Linked DNA regions of Mus musculus: all the other regions are linked to region 2. Evidence: chromatin contacts called from public promoter capture Hi-C data. All regions are on one chromosome and are shown on one strand. The core of a region is the stretch at or near the end of the contact, and the rest is flanking DNA. Distances in the headings are between cores, read along the strand shown.

Region 1 (3,497 bases), core at 941-3,440, about 12 Mb before region 2:
CCTTCAGATAAAGGTCTCCATCTCTCTCTACACTGCTGCAAAGGTAGCAGCCTCATTCTTTTTTTTTTTTAAGAGTTATTTGTTATTAAATCTTAAGTACACTGTAGCTGTCTTCAGACAGACCAGAGAGGGTGTCAGATCTCATTACAGATGGTTGTGAGCCACCATGTGGTTGCTGGGATTTGAACTCAGGACCTTTGGAAGATCAGCCAGTGCTCTTAACCGCTGAGCCACCTCTCCAGCCCAGCAGCCTCATTCTTAAGTTACTAGTAAAATGCACATGAACTTTCCATGACAGTAGAGATGTATTGCAGATGGTACTGCCTTCCTTACCATGCACAAGGTTCAATTCCTAGCCCTCAAACCAAAACAACTCTTTACTCCAAATTTCTATTACCTGCTGAACCCCATCAGCCTCATAATTGAATTCTGCACGTATCTTAACTCTTGAGTTTCCAAAGAATTCAGTACATTTTTGCCAAATTTACATTAGTAATTACCCACATCCACCATCTTTGGATTGCCACTTGTTTCAGCAGGCCAGTCTGGTAGTTCATGCTGACAGACTTTCCCCTTCATTTTGTGTATGCAATTCGCTGTAGGGTCCCAGCCCCCCCCCCTTTCTGTGCTGAGGATCAAAGTCCCCATCAGTAGGTCTCAATCACTAAACATTACAACCCTTCTGCCCCACCTCCCACCAAGCTCTAAAACCTCACACTACTGCTGAAAACACTCGCCCCCACTTCAGTTAGGCAGACCCCAGATTTATCTTGCTATTTATTAACCTTATAAATGACTTGAGAAATCAAATGTTTTGTTGAATAAACTGGACCCAGAATAACTTTTGAAAACGGTCAAGTTTTATATTACATGGCCAACTCCAGTCTTAAGAATGGCTATTCAACTCCATGCTGAGGGAAAAAACAAAAACAGGGCTGGAGAGCTGGCTCAGCGGCTAAGAGCATTGACTGCTCTTCCCAAGGTCCTGAGTTCAAATCCCAGCAACCACATGGTGGCTCACAACAATCTGTAATGGGACCCAATGCCCTCTTCTGGCTTCAGTGTATTCATACAAATAGAGATGACTTAAAAAAAAAAAGTAAAAGAAAAAGAAAAAAAAAAATCAAACAACAACACAACAACAGAGCATGTTTTCTTTGCAGGGTAAATTACAAAATGATCTTCTGTTTTTGACATTATTTCTAGTCGAGGAAAATAAATAGTACTCATAAGCTCTGATAATGTCCCCCCTGAGTGACTGGAGGGCAAAAAAATTAAAATATATGAACTATCAAAAATATTCAAGATTCGCGTCACCTGGTCACATCTGGAAGCCACTGGGCAGTTAAGCTGGGCCACTCCAGGGCATGGGTCATCACCAAATCATAAAGAAAAGGGGTGTTCTTCTTCCATATTTTGTACTCCTCGTTGATCACCCGTTCTTCCACTGCGTCGTCAAAGGCCGCTAAAATGTTTTTAAAAGACAAATCAAGTTAGCGAACGTAAACGGAAAGGGCACAAACCTCTCCAAGCCACCGGCGTAGCGCCCGGATTTTGACAACGAAATGGAGATTCATCTTAATCTCCCAGGTCGCGGGCACCAACGCCACTCTCGGCCGCGGCGGGCCGGAAGTCCTGGGGCCACCCCAGCCGGACACTCCGTTACTCCTTCGGGGGCCGATGGTGTCCAACCCCGAACGAAGCACGGTGGCGCGCGCCAAGTCCGCCAAACCCGGGGAGGAGACCTGCGCATCGAGCCTGGGGATGGAGAGCGGCGCCCCGAGTCTCGGCAGGCAGAGGGACCGGCAGGGAGCCTCGTAGTCGCCTAGGCCGGAGACCTGGCGTCGCCTCGCATCCGCTCCGGAGGAGCTGCTGCGCCGTTAGCCCGCCCCGCCGGGGAGCTCAGTCCTCAGGCCGGCGTCGCTGGGACGAGGCTCGCCAGAGTCGGGCCTGCTCTCCGTCTCAGGCCGCGTAACAGGCCACGACACAGCCCTACAAGCCAGCACCGTCCCTTCCGAGCCGGCCTCGGCACACTCACCTTCCTTGTCAGCCATGGCGGCAGGAGAGCCGGGAGGGGTTGGGGGATCCCGGGGTCGTGCGTTGCAGGAGGGGCGGGGAGGCTACGAGCGCTCCACTCCGCGCGCGCGGCCTCTATTGTTTCCTGCGGCCCGTGCGTAGGGGGCCGGCTCGCGTGCCTTCGCGCCAACACCGACCAATGAGAAAGCGCGGGTCTGAGGGGTGGGCGGAGCATCCGCCTCGCGGCCTATGGAGACGCTCGAGAGTCGTTTTCTCCAGAGTCCCGAGGCGCGCGCGCTCCGCCCCTTCTCTCTCCCCCACCCCCCACCACAGTCCGGAGACTTCCACGGATTGCGCGCGCGCCCCGCCTGCCGGGATGAGGCCCGTGCAGATCACGTGACATACACCCTACACGCTCATGCGCAGCCATCTTCTTAGCAGGCCGTTATGCTGACAACTCCCTCAGGGTAGCGAAAGAATTTGGAAGTGTTTCCGGGTCTGGTTAGCAACTCGGAGGGCCAGACGAGGAGAAAACGCATCACCGTTTAGACTTACAGGTGCCTAATTCAAGGTGGCGTCTTTTAACTGACTCCCTCGGTACTAATAGTGATGAGTGCAGGAAATAAGATGCTGGTCTCTAAAACATGTTATAAAAGCGGCAGGACCGAGCCTGGCAGCCCGGCAGCCCGGCAGCCGCAAGCGGGTATATCCTTCCGCGAGCTTGCAGAATGGAGTCCTGGTCCTTTTAGACCCGCTGCCAAGGGGGTGGGGTGTAGAGCGGAAGTTATGGCGCGGGGCCGAAGTCTGGCTGATGAAGGGCGGAAGTAAGAGTACCAACTCCGCAATCATGGCTCAAGAGGAGGAAGATGTTAGAGATTACAATTTGACGGAGGAACAGAAGGCGACCAAGGACAAGTATCCTCCAGTCAATCGAAAATATGAATGTGAGTAGGTGGCCCACATCTCTTGCATTCGGACAACCTGCGGCTTCCTGCTTCGCCCACTTCTTTGCCCTAAAGGTGCTCTGGCGTGATCACAGTGTGCCCCTCTTTGGACCCAATTTAGGGGGAAAGTGAAGAAAAAGATCACCTTACTAGAGAATGAAGAAACCCGAGGCCGTATCCCCTGCCCCCATCCATTCTAAAAGTCCATGTGTGCCTGAATCACACTTACCTTTGGGGATAGAGTTAAATGGTGTGGCGCTGGTCCAACATTTATCATTGTAAATTATACTTGTGCATTAGTTGTATTTTTAAGTGATTTCTGGGTTGTCCTCGAGTTTCTCCCAGTAGGGAATAGTGTGACCAGGTTAGAGTAATCAAGACATACCTTTTTCTGTGCGTGCGTGCGTGCGTACGTGTGTGTCCACAGCCCAAGATTGGATCTTATTACGTACTGCAACTTTTGCATCACGTTAAATTTTTTTGAAAGATAAAAATTTAGCCGGGGGCTGGTGAGATGACTCAGTGGGTAAGAGCACC
Region 2 (3,236 bases), core at 624-3,123:
AGAAAAAAAAGTCAAAACAAAACAAAAGGAACTGACAGGAAATCAACACAAACCACAAGGTCCCCAGCCTAGCGTATCCAACAGAACACTTACCCATACCATGTGTACACTGCACACATGTTCCACTCATCTCGATACACGTGCACGTGCCTGTCCGCAGGACCTTGCTTGGCACACCACAGTCCCTGCCTCCCCAGATGTGATTTCCTCTTGTTGAACCGCATGTAACCGTAATAACAGCTGAGATTTGACTCGAGGGTCTGAGTCCCAGTCTGTGCGGTTTCCATGCGCGACCTTATTTGATCTTCACAGCGGGCTTTTTCCAAGTAGGTCCCTAGTGTCCCCAGGGAGCACGGGGAGGCTCAGAGGAGCAGACTGATTTGTCCAGACTTTGACTGCTGCCCCCTCCTCTGTGCTCCCCGCTGCTGAGAGGCCTGTGGCACACTCAGGTACACACAGGTCCTCTCACACTGGAGCACACACTTGCATACACATCAACACGTCCACGCTCGATATAACACACAAGTCGCTCACGGATTCCCATACACTAACCCTTATGACCCAGCTCAGATGCTCCGGTACTTCATCCAAACATGCTCACACATACATGTCCAGCCACTCTCCTTCTCAGAAGACATAGCCTTCTCTCCCATCATCCATCCCTGATCAAAGGCTTTAATTAACCCCAACACCTATAATTAACCCTTTCTCTCCCCCTCCAGGGGAAATGTCTGAACCCGTTTCTCAGAAACAGGCGCCAAGGCCAAGCTGGTGGGTAGGACCCCAGGAGGAGCACCTGGTACCAGAGTTGTATAATATGGGCCAGGATGACCAGGGACTGGGGAGTCACAGAGAGGAAGGCCAGGGACTAGGAGGTGGGCAGAAAGGTCCACGGAGAACCAAGCCTGCTACAGCTGTTCCCTTTCCACTGGCCAAATGGTAACAGAGCAACAGGCAGTTGTGGGTGACTGGACTGGCTGCCTGGTTCACTTCACATCCGTTTGTTTCACTGACTCTAGACGCCAAGAGAAGAGATGAACTCAGATTTGAGGAACCTTGGCAGAGGAAGGGTGGGTAGGAGGCAGACATCCCCAAGGTATCAAAACGTAATCTCATTCTGTCACCCAGGGATCAGGGGACAAGGGTGTTCTGTTGGAGTTCAGAGGCAGAGGTCAAGAGTTACCCATGAGGGTGTGTGCTGGGTCCCCAAATGGAAGTGGTTAAAGCAGGTCAGGGCCCAGCTTCAAGTCCTGTGACTTGTCTGTGACTGTTGAGTTGTGCAGCCTTTGGGTATCCTAGGGTACCTTGGAACCTTATCTTAAGCCCTCCACTCTAAAGTGAAGACACCTGCATGTCTGACATGTTCCCAGAGGCACTACTCTTGGTACACAGCTTAGAGGACCTTCCTGGGTGTGGCATATCTTCTGGGGGACTCAGGAGCAAGTGTGTATGTGTGTTTGTGTGTGTGTGTGTGTGTGTGTGTGTGTGTTATCAGGAGTTCTTGTTCTTGTTCTTTTTCTTTTTCTATTTTTTGGTTTTTTGAGGCCCTTTGCTACGGAAGCTTCTACTTCTCAGATTTACAATTCACATCTTGAAGCCCAAGGGCAAAAGGGGAGAGTAGGCACAAATTCATTCCACATATTTGGACACTAACCCTGGTGGCGCTTTGAAATGAGAAATCTCCTCAAGGTTTGCACACGAAGGCCCACGCACTGGCCCCCTCAATCCTCCCCAAATTCCTGACCTCCCCCCCAACCCCAACTTCCCTCTGGCTTCCCCGCCCTCTAGTCAGGGTGTCAGTCCGGCCCCTTTAAAGACATTCCTGAGGGCGTGGTTTCGGTGACGTCAGCGCAGGGCATGAATGAACAGGAGCGGGTTCTCACCCAACTTCCATTAAGGACTTGGAGCAGGAGGGTAGAAGTTGTCTCTGTCGGCGGGCGGGCAGGATTGGGGCACCGAGACCGGCGTGCGGACAGCAGGGATCGCGGGGAGCGAGGGGTGCGGCATGGAGCTCCGGGCAGTCGGTTTCTGCCTGGCGCTGCTGTGGGGTTGCGCGCTGGCGGCCGCGGCGGCACAGGGAAAGGAAGGTGAGTGTCTACGCGGTCGGTGGCCGCAGCCTAGCAGGGACTCCGGGACATGGGACCCCGGGCGCCCCAGCCTCCTCTCTGGGACGCACCTTTGGAAACTGACTTATGGCTGCTGGGTCTCAGTGCGCAAGGTTAGGCAGAGCGCGCGGGCTGCGGTCCGGAACGATCTTGGGGATCCATACCCTGAGATCCTAGGTTCTCTGGAACTAAGGGATCTCGGCTGGGGCGCGCAGGGCTCGGAGGCCGCGGGAAGGGGGACGCGGCGCCCGCCACGCGGTTTCAGCCCTGTGGCGGCTTCTGGAGCGGGACCCCCGCAGGGCGCTCTCGGTCCCTCAGAGGAAAGGACGCTCAGTAGGGTTTTCCCGGCGATCAGCCTCTTAGTAACCCGAGTTCACTTAACTCATCATCTGCCCCGATTTCTCGCGGAAGGCATTTGGATGCAGGCCCTGCTTTTTGGGGAGGGGTCCTCTCGGTGCCCTGCACCAAGCAAAAGAGTCTCTCTACGCCCCATCCGATTTTTCACTGGGGTCCTTTGGGCCAGCATTGGGAGCGCCTGGGGTCAGCCCCGGCCACTCACACCTTCCCTCCTTCCCAAGCTGCCCTCCCAGGTTCGGGAGACAGGTTAAGGGCTGGGAGCGAGTACAGGAAGTCCCAAAGTCAAGTGTTCTGAGCAAGGGGTGACTCAGAAGGAGGAAATGCGGCAGGTGGGGTTGCGGCTTCCCGCGGTGTGGAGCCGTCATCTCGGGGCCACGGGGAGCCCAGGCACCTGGAGGTGGGGGAGTGAATCACCTGCCCCCGCCCCAGCGTCTTGGAGCCACGCAAGGTGAGGGGGCCCGCACAGGTTGCCTTTGCTCAAGGCCGCAGCCGGGGGTGTGCTTGGGGGCGTTGTCCCTCAGCTAGGGTCTCCGAGAGGGTGGGAATTCCTGCCCTGCCCTTGGCCGAGGATCTTCCTGTCTACCCAGCCGGAGCTAGCTGGCTTCCGTTTCCCACAGCAAAAACTTTTCTCTGCTTTTGGGCATAGCAAGTCTTCTGCCGACTCCAGCTAGGGGTCGGGGGGTGAAGCGCAGAGGAACCCTTTGGGGTGAGAAGTTTCCTTATTCTTTTCGCCTTCCACGTTGGGAGGGTAAAAGGCCAGACTGGAGCTCTTGA
Region 3 (3,426 bases), core at 699-3,198, about 14 Mb after region 2:
TAAGTCCTTCACCAGGGAGGCCCTGAAGGGCGGGCGTCAGGCCTGCTGGTGTTTGGTGATTACCTTAAAACCTGAGACCACCGGACAATACTCAGAAACCCAACCCTCTAATTTTCAAAAGGTACCAGAATGTACCCCATCCCTTTACCCTTCACTGTGGAACCAACAGGAGCCTGGGTCCCGGATGTCTCCTGGTTACCCAGCTGTTCACATCCTCTAGCTCCACCCTCTTTTGGACCAGCAGGGACTAGCAGGCATCTTATCTCTCCCACTCTCTTCCCAGGCATTGCTCCGCTTGCTGGGCCTTGGCCCTCTCATTTGGAACTTAGAATACCACTTAGATACCTTCTTCTCAGATCATAAATATCCTCTGACATCCTCTGGGGGTGGGGTGTGTATGGTGGGTGAGGACGTCTTCACCAGAGTCACAGTATTAAAGTAGGAAATGAGCAGGGCAAGACCACTGGGAATAGGCTACCCTTGAGGAAATGAAGCTGGCAATGGATATTCTCTCGGGACTGGGCTACTAAGGGGTTGGGGACATCTGTGCAGAAGTGGTATCATCAAAGGTCTGGCCTTCACAAGTTCATGGAAGAGGCACTTGTGGGAAGTTGGAGTCACAAGGGACAGTGGAGAGAATGGTGAGAAGGAAGGACCCTGTACTTTTACTTGGAGAGAGTGGGATGATGGAGCTGTCAAGAACTTCAGGTAAAAAACAGTCACAAATGACAGAGTCAGGTCTCGAACAGATGGAGTGAAGGGCATAGAGTCCCAGGGGTCAGAGGCCCTAGGGTGAGATGATAGCAGTGGTGGATATATTTGAGGTAACTGGAACCAGGCTTCTTACTCTCAAAGCAGGTCACTCAATATGCAAGGAAGAGAATATGCAGTATTTTGGAGAGACCACACACTTACTGTGATCAAGAAAAAGATACGAATGCCCACATGACCATCTGCATGTACATATATGTATGTTCATGTAAATGTATGTTTTCCCTCAGGGTGCCTGCTCAGCAATGACACTTTTGTAGCAATGAATATCCAATACCTGGTTCCTCACTTCTACCCATCCACTAGCAGAAGCTAGGGCTCGTAAAATCAGGCGTCAGATCAGGGCTGGCACAGGGAAAGTATATGAGGAAACTGTCAGGACTGAACAATGACAGACACATTTCTATGGCCCGGCAGGAAGCGCCCAGGGCAGGGAGGGGGAAGTGTGCAGACCACTCAAAGGCTGTTTCAAGAAGGAATGGGCTTCAAGGAAAGGCTGCAAGGTGCACAGAAGCTAACAAGAAGGGAAGGTATCAAGTGTGAATCATGGAAAGGTCTCAGAGTCAGCGTGGTGGCCAGGCCCCCCAGAGAGTTGTGGCTCTTGTTTAAAAGAGGGTAGTGCAGGCCAAGAGGAAATAAGAGAGGTATTCACCTGGTTTTGGAAAGGGCAGAATGGGAGTGAAAAAGTCATTGTGGCAGGAGTCATATTAGTTGAAGATGGCTGGACAAATAGGCACGACGGACCAGACCGGATGGCATGTCTTAAAGATTCTGGTGGTTAATCTTGACATCTTTCCTGTCCCACCTGGCTATTCCTACCCCTCTACCCCCGCTGTCTAGAACCTGCTAGGCCGTTCACGCACGCACGCACGCCTTTCGGCCCTCCCGGGCTGGTCATTCAGGCAGGACACACCGCCCTCTGGCTTGGGGCACATGGCACAGGAGCCGACACCGTCAGGTCAGAGCCAGAGGCCACCGAGGCCGATAGGCTGCCAACGTCCCTGGAAGACCCTTGCGGGGTGTGTGGGGTGGTGGTGGGGTGGGGTGGGGGAAAAAAATCACGGGTCCTTTAAGCCTCTCGCGCACGCGCAGAGGGAAGGAGGGGCGGGGCGGAAAGAGCGGCACGCGCACGCCGCCCGTGCGCGGTGACGCGACGTGGGGTTTCCCGAGGCTGCGGGCAGGGGCCGCCGCGCCCATCCTGATGGCTGGAGGCGTCTGAGGGGCGGACGGCGACGGCGGCGGCGGCGGCGGCGGTGGCGGGCGCGGGCGGCGAGGGCAGCGGGGCTGGGACTGGAACAGCCGCCGCGCGGACCCGACCAGCCTCGCCGACTCCTGCCCGCAGGCCGCGAGCGCGACGACCAGGCGGCGGCGTGGGCGCCAGACCGGGCGAGGGCGAGGTGAGCGCGGCTGGGGTCTGTGAGCTGAGCCTGCCCCGCGCTGGGCCAGGCCCTGCGGCTCTTCTCGCTCGTGGGTCATCGGCCGCCGTCTTCATCCTGCTCTTCAGGGTTGGGTGGGCGATCCCCGGCGTGCCGGGTGGGCGGCAGGGCTGGGGTCTCGGGGTCCGGGGGGTGAGGGATGGGGCGGAGCCGCCTGGGCCGGGGCGCAGGCCCGGGCCGGGGTCTTAGGCTCAAGGCCGCGTCCGGGGTGCGGGCCCGGAGATGCGGCAACCTGGGTGGAGGTCCTGGGTTCAAGGCCAGATCTGGGATGGGTTCTGGGTTCAAGGCTGGATCCCGGATGCGGGACCTGATCTGTGGTCTTGGGTTCAAAGCCCGTGTCGGAATTCGGTTTCCAGACTCATTCATGTTCCTGGGGTCGAGGCTGTTGCGGGGGGCGGGGGGGTCTAGGGCCTGATGCGGGATCCCGGAGGTGGTCTTGAGTTTTAAGAAAGGGAACGGGATGCAGGGCTGGGGCTCGGGTCGTAGGTTCGAGCCTGGATGGCTTGCTAAGGTGGGGATGCCAGGAGAGCCGCAGGCGCTTCTTCTCGCGGCCGAGTCCCCGCGGGAACAAAAGCCGAGCTCTGCCCTCCGGACCGCGCCTTCCTGCGGGGCGTGGGACTCGGCCGGGCGCGCGGGGAGCGGACACGGGGCGAGTCTACTGGATTCGGCCATCAACCCCTGCCGGGTGCGGGCCTACGGCTACCAAGCTTCCCAGCTTCCTTCGCTGCCGGCCTTCCTGGCCCCAGGCACCCGTAAATGAATGGGCGCCGCGTCCGGTCGCCGCGACAAGATGGCGATACCCGCCTTTGTCAGCCAGGACCGCGCCGTCCGCTGCCGGGGCTGAAAACAAAGGCCGGCTCTGGTGGCCGGTGCAGAGGAAAAGGCGCCGGGCTCCTGGGTTCGCCTGATGCATCAGTGCTGGGAGGGGACGTCCTGCCCAGAGCACTCAGAGGGTGGCCTAGTCTTTCCGCGTCTCCTCCACAGCCTCGGGTTCCCCTGGGGAACTGCAGCTTGGCTTTTGACCTTTTGATACATTTAAACATTTTTTTTTTCCGGGTTTTTTTAAACCACAGGATTAGCATCCCGAAATAGCATCCCTATACGTGTTCAGCTCATCTTTAAAGAGGTTATGTCAAAATTTTTATTTTGAGAGGAGAATTAGTGGGGCTTCATTTAATTAATTAATTGTTTAGTGCATTGCTGTTTTGCCTGGATGTGT

Evidence for each region. Promoter capture Hi-C pulls out the DNA fragments that hold promoters and counts their contacts.
Region 1: a contact with region 2 is called in a promoter capture Hi-C map of pre-B cells, with 3 times the contacts expected there. The contact joins the promoter of Rbbp4 here to the promoter of Epha2 in region 2.
Region 3: a contact with region 2 is called in a promoter capture Hi-C map of cranial neural crest. The contact joins the promoter of Gnb1 here to the promoter of Epha2 in region 2.

Annotation. Positions count from the first base shown.
Region 1 is chr4:129,333,180-129,336,676 of GRCm38.p6, forward strand. Rbbp4 (retinoblastoma binding protein 4, chromatin remodeling factor) reads right to left here and starts at 2,191. Exons shown (of 12, transcript NM_009030.3): 1 at 2,039-2,191; 2 at 1,318-1,465. The coding sequence starts at 2,054. Zbtb8os (zinc finger and BTB domain containing 8 opposite strand) reads left to right here and starts at 2,789. Exons shown (of 7, transcript NM_025970.4): 1 at 2,789-2,960. The coding sequence starts at 2,864.
Region 2 is chr4:141,299,348-141,302,583 of GRCm38.p6, forward strand. Epha2 (Eph receptor A2) reads left to right here and starts at 1,874. Exons shown (of 17, transcript NM_010139.3): 1 at 1,874-2,087. The coding sequence starts at 2,006.
Region 3 is chr4:155,489,413-155,492,838 of GRCm38.p6, forward strand. It overlaps Gnb1 (guanine nucleotide binding protein (G protein), beta 1), which reads left to right and starts at 1,949. Exons shown (of 12, transcript NM_001160016.1): 1 at 1,949-2,168.